2 separate regions of the Lactuca sativa genome follow, and region 2 is linked to region 1. A link is a contact called in public Hi-C data. All regions are on one chromosome and are shown on one strand. The core of a region is the stretch at or near the end of the contact, and the rest is flanking DNA. Distances in the headings are between cores, read along the strand shown.

The links. A called contact is a pair of places that touch in the nucleus more often than the background predicts.
Region 2: a Hi-C map of leaf shows a contact between it and region 1, with 7 times the contacts expected there. The contact joins the promoter of LOC111911931 here to the promoter of LOC111911935 in region 1. A contact is called at or near these places in 3 of 4 Hi-C or Micro-C datasets (bud and leaf).

Annotation. Positions count from the first base shown.
Region 1 is chr1:50,589,566-50,595,792 of Lsat_Salinas_v11, reverse strand. LOC111911935 (probable protein phosphatase 2C 42) reads left to right here and starts at 2,507. Exons shown (of 4, transcript XM_023907699.3): 1 at 2,507-3,414; 2 at 4,032-4,402; 3 at 5,088-5,324; 4 at 5,681-6,093. The coding sequence starts at 3,090. The coding sequence ends at 5,911.
Region 2 is chr1:50,859,948-50,866,174 of Lsat_Salinas_v11, reverse strand. LOC111911931 reads right to left here and starts at 3,705. Exons shown (of 4, transcript XM_023907696.3): 1 at 3,486-3,705; 2 at 3,333-3,388; 3 at 2,685-2,751; 4 at 2,332-2,537. The coding sequence starts at 3,614. The coding sequence ends at 2,445. LOC111911932 (probable pectinesterase 67) reads right to left here. Exons shown (of 5, transcript XM_023907697.3): 2 at 5,585-5,747; 3 at 5,302-5,508; 4 at 4,959-5,206; 5 at 3,942-4,295. The coding sequence ends at 4,136. It overlaps LOC111911930 (probable serine/threonine-protein kinase SIS8), which reads left to right. Exons shown (of 11, transcript XM_052770285.1): 11 at 57-248. The coding sequence ends at 183.

The sequences.
Region 1 (6,227 bases), core at 1,258-3,757:
GAGATATTAATTTATTATAAGATTAATAAATTAATATAAATGATTTATTAATATGTTAAAAGATTAATATATTGAGTAGGAATCATTATGTTTAATTAATAGTTAGCCAGAAATTAATCAGAATTAATTTTGGGGTTAAAAGTATTAATTATAAAGTGTAGGGACTAGTTTGCAATTATCTAATAGTTGAGTGGAAGGCTCCAGAACCTCCTTGGAAGGGGGTGGACGAAATCTATAGGGGAAACCCTAATAACTTCGTCCATGGGGGCTTGGATAAGGCCCTTGGGTTTGCTTAGGCCCTAAGCAAGGAGCATTAGGGTTTTTCCCTAAACCCTAGATCCCTCAGCTATATAAGGAGCCTCCTGGTTCATATTTTGGGCACTCCTTCTTTTGAAGAAACCCTAGGCCAAGAATTGCATACTCCCTCCCTCTCTCTCCTTCTAGTTTCCTTCTTGCTAGTTATTGGGTGTGATTCCATTAGAGGCATTACATTTGTGGTGCTAAGCTTCCAAGAAGATCAAGATCAAGATCAAGAGGATTGTTAATTGTTTGCTATAACAATTGAAAGGTATGTAACTCCTAAACCCTAGTTTGCTATTTTCGAAAATAGCCTCTCTCCTTTAGGGTTCTTGTTTTGCAATTCAAAGTTATATGTTCAATAGTTAAAACATAGATCCAAAGTAGGTTGCATGTGAACTTAGGAATTGTTTTTTCTAGTTTATCTGTTTTACCTAAAACCCATCAACACGACCCTTTCCCACGCCATGACATCCCCCAAAAGCTAAACTTTAATTTAAATCAAATGTACCTTTAAATTTGGATGTTACAAATCACAAGGTCCAAGCACTATTTCCTGAGATAACGTCATTACTGCGCCTGAAGCGTCCAATCCTTACGTGACCGCTGCTCTTGTGTGAGATTCTTCCACAAAGAGTGAGTTTGCATCCGAATGTGATTCATATTTGTTATTATTTTACTTGTTATGTTTCCCTACTATGTATGTATTGCAGCCAAATATATGTTGATTATTATTTTTTTACGATCTTTTTAGCTATCCATAGGTGAATTGGATTTTAGTATGTTATATACCTGTAAAGAGTGTCCTAGGGTATGATTATTGCCCTAAATTTGCTTTTATTTCCATAACCATTTTTCAAACTAATGATATCTATCTATGAAGATACAAAGAAATATTTTTATGTTGCAATTACCTTTGTTGAAATTTTTAAGTGTATTGATCTATTATTGAAGTATGACAACCATAAGTAATTTTGAAGTAAATTTATCAATATTCAAATTAATCATAAATGATATATATATTTTTATATAATTTAATTCGTTACACGTTAGAATTAAGGTTTTTTTTTTTTTTTTTTTTTTTTTTTTTTTTTTATGTTCATTCTGGATATTTGAATCTTCATGACCGATATAATTACAAACTTTAATGCTCTTAAAAGGAAATGCTTTGATATGTGTTCATTACGATTCTTTAGGTTATTTCGAATTAACAGGCAATTTATTTTTGGAAGAGTAATTCCTTAATAAAAAAATATAAAATAAATTTGAATCGGTTACTAAACTAACACTTGCTATTTCTCATTCTTCAAATATGAGATCCTTACTTATATTAGCAAACGAGATATTTTTTATTAGTTATGTGAAATTATAATCATTGATTCAAATAAATATATAAAATTAATTTTTAATATATATTAGATATTTTTTATTTGTGAATTAATGAAAACAATAATTTAAAATTTAAAATTTAAAATTTAAAATAGAATCACATTAATGAGGAGGTCTAATAAATTTAAAATGGAAAACTAATAGATTGACAAGTGGCAACACATTAATTAAAATGTCTAATATGATGACACATGACAAAAGAGCTACTCTTTTATTAGTGTGTGTGTGTATATATATATATATATATATATATATATATATATATATATATATATATATATATATAGTAGAGTTTTATATAGAAAAGTTTTATTATTTTAAGAAAATTTTAAATAAAATTCTACATTTAGCTTTTTAAATAGTAAAATCCCGGTTATTTAGGGAATGTTTGGATTAGTTTATTAGTTTATTGCTTATTAGCTTATTTGTGATGGAAATAAATAATAAACAAAGGGGTAAATAGTTATTAAAATTAGTTTATTTAGCTTCTTAAGTGATTTTTAAAGATTTTATCAAAATACTTAAATTTAACTTATTACGGTGGAAATAAGCAATAATGAATAAACACCTTTTTTTTTTTTTCTATCCAAACTCTCCCTTAATTTTACAACATAATATGTTATTTCTTGTTAAAAAAATTTATAAGATAATTTGACTTTTCTAAGTAAAACCATCCATAACATTAATAGGAGTGTCAACCAAGCTTGATGTATTTTTACACATAGAACCCCCCTTGAATTTGAAGAAACGACTTGAAGGTCCCCATGATTCCTTCCACGTGCGAAGAAGAGAATTAATGGTCGTGTGTAAAAAAACGCGTAAACAGGAAATCAGAAAGAAGGAGAAACATTGAAAGTAACACCCAACAAAAAGCTTCCCTACGCCAACTTCTCTCCAACGGAATTGAATCGATTCAACACATTCTTGTTCCTCCACCACCCAACACCCCCCTCCTCCCATTAGGGTTCCACCTTCTCCTCCATAAAATCCATTTCGATTTCAATTCAATCAAGATTCACACAAGTTTTCCTCAAGGAACCAGAACCAAAACCAAAGTCGCCCGGCTTTCCGTTTCTCTCATTTTCCCCAGATTTGAACAACAATCAAAATCAAGAATCTCTAATTCGTAGATTTGGTATAATTGCAAAAATAAACAGATAGCCGCCCTTGTTTTAATTTGGGTGTTGTTGTTTTTCGCCAGTTGTACGATTCTTGTTGAAGTTTTTCTATTTGGGTGTTTCTAACATACGTCACTTGTCAAGATTTGGAGTAAAGGATTTGAATTTAAGAAATTCAAGACTCTTTATCGGTGAAAACTTATCATGATGCCACTTCATTAATTATGTTGAAAATAAATTATTTGGGGGTTTGATATATAGGGGATTCCGTGCGAGAAATGTGGGATGTCAGAAGGATTCATGAATCTCCTTTCGGTGTGTTGGAAGCCATTCACTAACAGTGGCGAAACAGGCGCTGCTTCCGGTGTCAATGGTAATTATAATGGCGATGGCGATGACTTTGAAAAAGATGGATTGTTATGGTATCGAGATATCGGAAAATACGGTGGCGGAGATTACTCCATGGCCGTCGTTCAGGCGAACCAGGTGCTTGAAGACCAAAGTCAGATCGAGTCTGGTCCTTTCGGTACATTTGTTGGCGTCTATGATGGTCATGGCGGACCTGATGTCGCCCGATACGTTTGTGACAACTTGTTCAGGAATTTTCAAGGTTTACTTCTCTTTCATCTCATCACTATTTGCTTCGAATCTAGCATATAATTATTCTACAACACATAGATGGATCACAATTGACAATTTGACATTGATATTTCATGATTACAGCTTGTGATTCAAGGAATGTTTATGCAAAATTGATAATCTGATATCCAAATTTTTGCTATCTCCCATTGATAATCATTACAAAATATTGATCTCATTGCCGAGGGTTTCTTTTTGACTTAATTTGCTTAATCGGGTTAAGCACTTAATTTGGGGAATTCTTTTTGACTTAATCGGTAGAATGACTTGATGGGTCATAGCCAAACGTAGTGTCTTAATGTATAAAGTCACTAACCCTTTACCTATTTCTCCTACTTCTTTTTCCTCTCAATTCCTCAAATGTTAAATTTTCTGAATATTGTGATTTCTTTTTTGGAATATCCAATCTAGAAAAGAAACATACCATATGTATACAACATCCAATATCATTCATTACGCATATACAGGACTTAATAGGAAAGATAAAGAAACAATCCCCTAAATCTGCCTTCAAGATTCTTTTATTTTGTAATTATTGAAGGGTGTTATAAACGTTTACCAATAGGAGATTCTCATTAAATTTTGCAGCAAGATCTACCGAGGATTATGGTGTGGTGACTCCAGATACCATAAAGAACGCGTTTCTTGCAACTGAGAATGGATTCACTGGTGTAGTGTCCGAGTTATTTAACACGCGTCCTAGCATTGCAACCGTTGGATCATGTTGCTTAGTTGGAGTTATATATCAGCAGACTCTTTTTATAGCCAATCTTGGAGATTCACGTGTTGTTCTTGGTAAAAAAGTTGGTAACACTGGAGGAATGGCAGCTATTCAGTTGTCATCAGAGCATAATGCAAATCTTGAGGAAGTTAGACACGAGTTAAAGAATTTACACCCACATGATCCACAGATTGTTGCTTTGAAACATGGAGTTTGGAGGGTCAAAGGCATCATTCAGGTTATTTTTAATGTTTTTTTTTTCCGAATTAAATTATTTCACTGTATCTTGTTTGCTGATAATTCTTACCATGTATTCGATTTGATTATTAATCACTCTTAAGTGCGTACCCATGTGAGTTCTTGATCAGATGTAAATTTATGTGTAAAAAAGATGGAAAAAGAAATATGGTCTTGTAGCTTATACCCAATTATATTATTTTCTCAAGGGTAGTGCTTATTGGACAGACATTAAGATTTATAACATATACGATTTGTGGGTATGGATTTATATGATGTGGGATTAGATAAAGATGCGACAAGGTGGGACCCACTTATCGAAGAATAGCGATTGGAGGAAATAACGTAATCAAATGGAAAAATCTTTTATGGTCAAAATAGTGGCTTATTATGAACAACCAAACAATTGGTACACGTAATTTTTGTTAGGAGGCCTTATGAACAAGTTTTTTGATAAATTTTTTATTTTGTTTTATGTTTTACATGTTTTTAGATGTTTTAAGTTTAGTTGATGGTTTTTTTTTCGAGGCGAATCAATGTTAGCATGTGAAGTTATCCAAAAAAGTTGCTTGTTTTAGCTCAAGATTGATTGTTTTCTAGGATTGAAATAGGTGTATATGGTGATATGTTTTTTATGGTAATTATGTTTGTAGATGATTTAGTTTTTTTTTTTTTTTGGTAATTAGGTTTCAAGGTCAATTGGGGATGTTTATATGAAACACACGGAGTACAATAACGATCAAATTTTACCAAAGTTCAGACTTCCTGAAGCAACGGTTATGCCAATCATGTCAGCTACTCCATCAATCCTTACTCACGACATTCAACCAAGTGATTCTTTTCTCATATTTGCTTCTGATGGTTTATGGGAACACTTGGGTAATGAAGAAGCCGTGGAAATCGTTCATAACAATCCACGCGCCGTAAGCTTTCCTACTCTTTCTACTTTCTAATTTCATCTTCACCCCTTGTACTTATCCCTCTTTCCATTTTTGGCTATTATCTATCTGTGTGGTCTATGTTTAGTATACGAGTAATTCAGACACTTAACGCCCATTGTCGTGTCATATCTTAAATGCATATATATATAATATATGTTTGCGTATCTGTGGACATGTACGTATGTATGCCTATCATGCTATATTTGACTTGTCGGTATAGTAGGAGGCACACGGATGAAACGACAAAGCGTAAAAAACACGTAGGGGCAATTACGTCATTTGCCTATTAAGTAAAATAGAGACAAAACTTATTTATTAATTTATTTGGATGGTTGCAGGGAATAGCAAAGAGGCTGGTGAAAGCGGCGCTGCACGAAGCGGCAAAAAAGCGTGAAATGCGATATTCTGATCTCCGGAAAATCGACAAGCGGGTGCGGCGTCACTTCCACGATGACATAACTGTAATTGTGTTGTTTCTAAACTATGATCAGATAAGTAGGGCCACCTCCTCCTCATCATCATCAACCAATGCTCCTCATGTCTCCCTTCGAAGTGCATTGGAACACTAGTCAATGTGTCTTTTGAATCATATAGAGTTTCATTTTAATCAACGAGAAAGAGATGGAATATGGATGTTGTTGAATCTCATAAAGTTTTAAGTTCTTTTGTAATATGATGATGTTTATTATCATGATCTTTTTACTACTATAACCCTTCATAATAATCTATTGGTGTTAGAATTTTTGCCCAATTCATCGTTGTTGTTTCTCTTTCAGGCAAAAAGCTATAGGCTAGCGCTATAAATTGGAGTAGATTATAGCTGTATAGCATACCATTTTAGGTTAGTAGTAGATACTTTTTAATCCTTATTAGTAGCATACCATT
Region 2 (6,227 bases), core at 2,456-4,955, 270 kb before region 1:
TGTTTGGAAAAAAAAAAAACCCAACAAGTTTCTTGTTTTCTTTTTTTCCTTCTTAGTAAACCACAGTCGAGGCCAACATTCAAAGAGATACTAGAAGAGCTACACCACTTGGACATGCGGTTCAAGGTCATGCCACCACTTCATGAGGACTCAAAGAGCAGTAAGGAATTGAAAATTATGTAAAACAGATGCATCATCTTGTTCTTTTTAGTTTTGAACTTCAAGGATTTCACTTTCTTGTGTTGAAACTTAGCTAATCTATGAATGTGGAATGAAAATCAACGAGAATGATGACAAAAGATGGCTTTATTATTCATGATTTGTGAAAGCGTACAAGAACAGAGTAAACAAAGAAACTGGCATGGGAGTAATACTTTGAAAGCGTACAACTTAAATGGGCAATCAACATGTTGTTCTTAAAAATTAAGAGCACCACCTTGATCACTCTGAGAACATTTGTCAAACACCTAATGTGTGTATTTTGAAATTCCACCTCAACACAAGTTCTTCGTAGAGGGATCGTGTTTTCAATTCACATCTTCAAAACAAAGGTAATTCAAGAAAACAAAAATAATTGGACTCAATTGTTTCCTACTCAAAAAACACTTTCAACTTCCTTAAATTTTCAGTTAATACTCCTTGACTTTACTTTTAAGTCACTAAAGAGCCCTACAATGATGATATTGATTATGTCAGTACGGAGGAGGAGGATGATGATGATAGTATGGAGAAAGATGATGATTATGTCGATATGAATCCACTTCCAATTGCTAAAAAGAAACCCATAGAAATGAAGCTATCCTCTCTTTTCCCTTTTCAGAAATTGAATGAAGAAAATGTTGGGAAAAACCCTAGGCTTAAATAATTTTCACACCTGAACTCAATGCATAAATGGTCGCTAATAATATTTGATTAACAGCAATATAAACCCAACTTCATTAATCTTTCACTTCAAGGTCAAACTTCTAAATAGGCTTAAGCTCATATACGCCAAATTAGTCGACCCAATTAACAAAACTATGAGCCAAAACCAAATTTTTTTGTCAAATACAAAGGGTTTTCTAAAAAAAGAAAATAGGATTTTTTTAACTTACCAATTACCAAAACATTATTGGTAAATCGGCTTGAACATGCAAAACGAAAATAAAGAAATGTTCATGTTCAAACAAAGAAATTCGCCCCCAACAAAAATAGCATTTTCATTGTCAGACGTCATTTTATACATTATTTATTTTTGAAAATTACCAATCATAGCATTGTATTCCGTATTAAACAGTTTTCCAACATATAGTAGATCCCATCATACAATTACAATTTCTAACCATTTCCATGCTCATATTCAATAAATAAATCAAATTCTTCAATTATATCAATATACCATAACAAAAGTCTAGCACCTAGATTTCTTCACAACCATTAACATACATAAAAACCTAGTTATATACTTGGTATAATTGCACAATGCGTAACAATAATCCAAGCTTATATCTCACGTGCATAAACACATTGAACTTCAAGAGATTGACAATAATTATATCAAAATAATCCCAAATCAACAATAAAATTCCAAACACTTAATCCTACAAAAACTAACTCTTTAAAACACGTTCCCGATTCATGCAACCCACATGTATTATTTAAAATATATTCATACAAAACTCATGAAACTATTAGTTTTGTTTTCTGTTTTCAAACTAATTTCTTAAAAATATATTTAAGATTTTCTAATCATGTATTTCTAGGTCGAAAGCATTTGACATGAACAACTTTCATATGCTCACCTTTCTTATTCTTCTTCTTGTGACATGTATGGTCAAAGGTAAATCATTCAATAGCTTTTCATGTTAAATAATCAAAAGGTGCATATATATATATATATATATATATATATATATATATATATATATATATATATATATATATATATATATATATATATATATATATATATATATATACACACACACACACACACACACACACACACACACATAACATACATGTGTATAAAACAATGATTTTTTGTTTGTATAAAGGTAGCACAATCGGGATCAAAGAGGCTAAATATGGATCTGGTTGTTATTCTGGTGATTATAACGATAAGTTTCAAATTTGTTGCAAGCAAAATTTTGTAGTTAAGAGTTGTTATACTAAAATGGAAGATTGTAAAAAAAATTGTCCATACACTAACACTGCATAAATAAAAGTAAAATACTCTATTGTGATTAATCTCATTTCTCCCATGAGGTCACATCCTAATATATCAGCATCATTTTAAAGTTTTCTATTCTTTTGTCTTGAACACAAAACATCCATTTCAATTTCACAACATTTTAATTAGGAAAATTTGGATTCAATTGCATAACATAAAAGTTGTGACACAATGTAACATAAACTAAATGATGTTTAACAAGATTTTGGAAATAACAAGATAGATGTTGAATTTAAAGATTACCCACATGAAGCAAGTGTCTTATTGCAGCAACTGCATCACCCTTGTGTTCCCTTAATGTTCTTTCAGCCACCTTTTTATCCAACTGCAATAACATGTCATGAGTAAAATATACTTTTTTTAGCAAATAAATCATCACAAAAATCCCAGAAAACAAACACTAAACTTTCAATTGATTCTTTTTTTTTTCTTCCAAAATCTCTCACTTCAGAGAACAATGGGACAGTTATACCTCTAGTTCACTTGCAATGATGTCAACTTCAGCAGCATTGATCTTAACAGCAGCCAACTCTTTCTCCCTTGAAGAAATCATAAAATAAAATAAATTGATATTAAGCATATATATATAAGAAACATAAATAAAGTTTAGTGGTGTGATTATTAAGCTGGAGATGATAAATTGATAATGATCTATAGAAGGATCATAATACCCATTAACAATGTCATGAAGGATTACTGTATGAAAATAAACTTTTTTGTTTCGCAGTCAGGATTACCAATATGAGTAGTCCCTCTGTTTGATGAAAATTAAAACAATCACTTTTGACACATGACATTTATAAGGTTCTTGATGCTTCAAAATGTTGTTAATGATACACCAGATTTGGTTAGTAGCCCTCATAACTATGTAATCAGTTAAATTCAGAAAGATAGATGCAAAAACATCTTATATCTGTAAGATAAGTTTTCCTCATTGTAACACTTCAGAAAAAAAATGAAAACGTAAACATTTACATCATCACATGATTGATAGAAGTAAATATATGGTAATTGAACATGGATAGTTCAGTGATAAATAAACTTTCATCAGTGTGTTGATTGATAAAATTTGCATAAAAAGTAACATGCAGAAATAATTTTTGGGACACGGATAGCAAACCTCAATCTCATAGCATTCAAATCAGCTTCCTTTGATGCAGCGATCGAAGCCATAGCCTATTCAACACAAATTTTAAACAATAAAACCTAAATAACCGATTCATACGATCAATCCATTATAAAACCAGACAATTTGTAAAATTTACACACAAACCTCTTGAACACGAGTCGAATCGAGCTGACGATCTTCGACATGGTCGGTAAGTTTGTCGAGTGCTTTGCTCTGTTGCTGTAAGTCCTTGGAGTCCTCTACTCTCTCAATCCCTTCGTCTCCTGCCTCCATAATTGTCTTCACTCCTTCGAATCACAAAGCTCTGCAAATGGCGAAATCGTTTGCCCTAAAAGTTTCTAGTTTTCGGGTTCTTTTGCATAATGCCATGAACAAACCCTTTTGAAACCCATTTTAATAATGGGCCCAAACCCATTCTTATTTTTTGTTGTTATTTAGATTTTAGGGTTAAAAACTTAAAATATTCGGGTTATGTCATGACATGTAAAATAAAACTAAAATTCTTTAAATATTTTAAACCATAAATCAACTACTGATATGATTGGTTGATCATTCATCTCATTCTTTGTTATTCTGATTATTTAAATTGCAAAAATCACAAGCTCAAGAATATTGGTTAATGATAACCTATAAGCCATTATTTACAAAATAATTACAATTGTTTCATTCCTTTATGCCATGTCGTTTAGAAGGAAGAAACTCAAAACACACATAACCTAATAATTATAGTACAAACAACCTAAAACTTCATTGCACAAGTTTTTAATACATATGGATGCAGCAACCTTGAAAGCTTATGCAGAATATCCTGCAAACAACCACTTCCTACCATCGATAAATTTTATAGAAAGGAATGGTGCAGCTTCTTCATCACTCAGTTTCTTCAACCATTGAACCCGCTCACTTGTACCAGCTCCGGGTCCATGACATTTGTATTCACAATGACATAGATTTCTGTAAAAATACAAATGAGAAAATTAAGAAATAAACTAATAGGTAAAACCTGATTAATATATAAAATCATTAAATGAATGAATTGTGATTTATTCAACATGGTAGTTTTTTTTTTTTTTTTTTCAAGTTGTATTTATTACAATGAAATTATAGAAAATAATGAAATAACTCATTCCGAGGAAATGGAAAAACACTTTTGTGTGAAATGAAATTGATCATTCCAAAAAGAATGTGTGCCTTTTATTTTTTTCAACTTTCATTCTCATTATAGTATTTTTTAAATAAATAAATAAATACTATAATTCGTTTTTACTTACATCAATTTTTTAAAACTTTTATTATTTTATATATGCAATTTTATTTTGTAGAATAAATAAGCATGTTGTTTTTAATAGTTGAGATTTAATAATTTTTTATTGTAATAAATAAAAGTTCATTACTTATAAAAGATAATGTATAGAATATAATTAAAATCATACCTTCAAATTCTATGAGACCAACATACGTTTATTTTATATGACCATTTTAGTCATTTCATTTTATATTTTTATTCAATCAAAATTATTTAGTTTTCTGGTATTATCACTGAAAATTAAGATCACTGAAAATACTGAGTTGTATAAAAAGTAAAAGGGGAGAGGGGAAAGATAGAGGGAAGCTTACTCGGTACTACCGTGATGGTTCCAATCACTCCAGCCTTCGGGTCTTATAGTCTTAGACAAGTAAGTCTTTGCAAAAACTACTCGAGAATGGGTACCTCTAGGTCTACCTAAGAAAGCATGTCCAGTGCCAAAAACTCTCCCACCAACAAAAACAAATCCAGTATTTTCATCTAGACCTGATCGCGTATGGGCCGTCACTGACCCTTGAATCTCCATGCGTCTATCATTAATCACAAAAATCTCACATTCCTGCACGAGTACCATAAACAATAACAATTCATTTGGGAGGGTACAGTTGTAGGGTCTATATTTTATAATATTTTTAATTAAAATAGAAAACTTACATGAAAGATGGATCGGCCGCGACCGAAAATAATATCGACCGCACCCTGGATGTAGCAATGATCGTAGTAATGTCTACCTTTGTTATCAAGAAGAGTGTTATGGGAACTATAGAATCCACAACTATAGAATGCAACCTTGTCCGCACCCACATATGCTGCGACAGTTTGGTTATGTGAGGTGTTAGCGATCCCTGTAGGTGCATCATTCTGTCGAAAACATATGCATTAGAAGGTTGTACTTTATGCATTGTTGTGATGTAATTGGTGAATTAAAAACTTGTACCTTAAAGCTAATACCATAGGCAACGAAATTAGGAGCTTCAACTTTGAAAGTGGAAGATTGATAGTTGTTTTCAGAGCTTTCTGCCCAAACTATTACTGTTTTAGTGCTCCCACTTCCCCTCAAGTAAATGTGTGGTTTTTCCCTTGGGATTATTACTTTTTCCCTACATTAAAACCACATTATGATTAAACAATCATGTACATAATTTTGAGGTGGCAAAAACTTTGTGTTCCGGTTGGTGTGTTGATGGGTCATAGGTTTGTGTTGTCTTATTCAATTCTAACTCGGATTAGCCATAAACAGGTCAACTCACGTAACCCGTTTATTTAACTATAAGGGTTCGTGGTTGGATTCGGGTTTTTTATGTGTCAGAATAAGGTTTGTGCGTTCAGGAAAAAAATGTCTAAATATCATATATTTACTTATTAGTTCTTATTATTTTCTTTATTTAATAAATATATTATTTATTTATTTAAATATAATAAAATAAATGGGTTTACGGGTCAAGCTGTGAAATTATTTGCAAACCCGAACACGATCCGTATAATAAACGGATTGGCAGGTTGACGGTTAGAAAAACTCAACCCAAATCCGTTTATCTTCATATCAGGTTCGTATCGTGTTGAGAATTGACACCCCTATA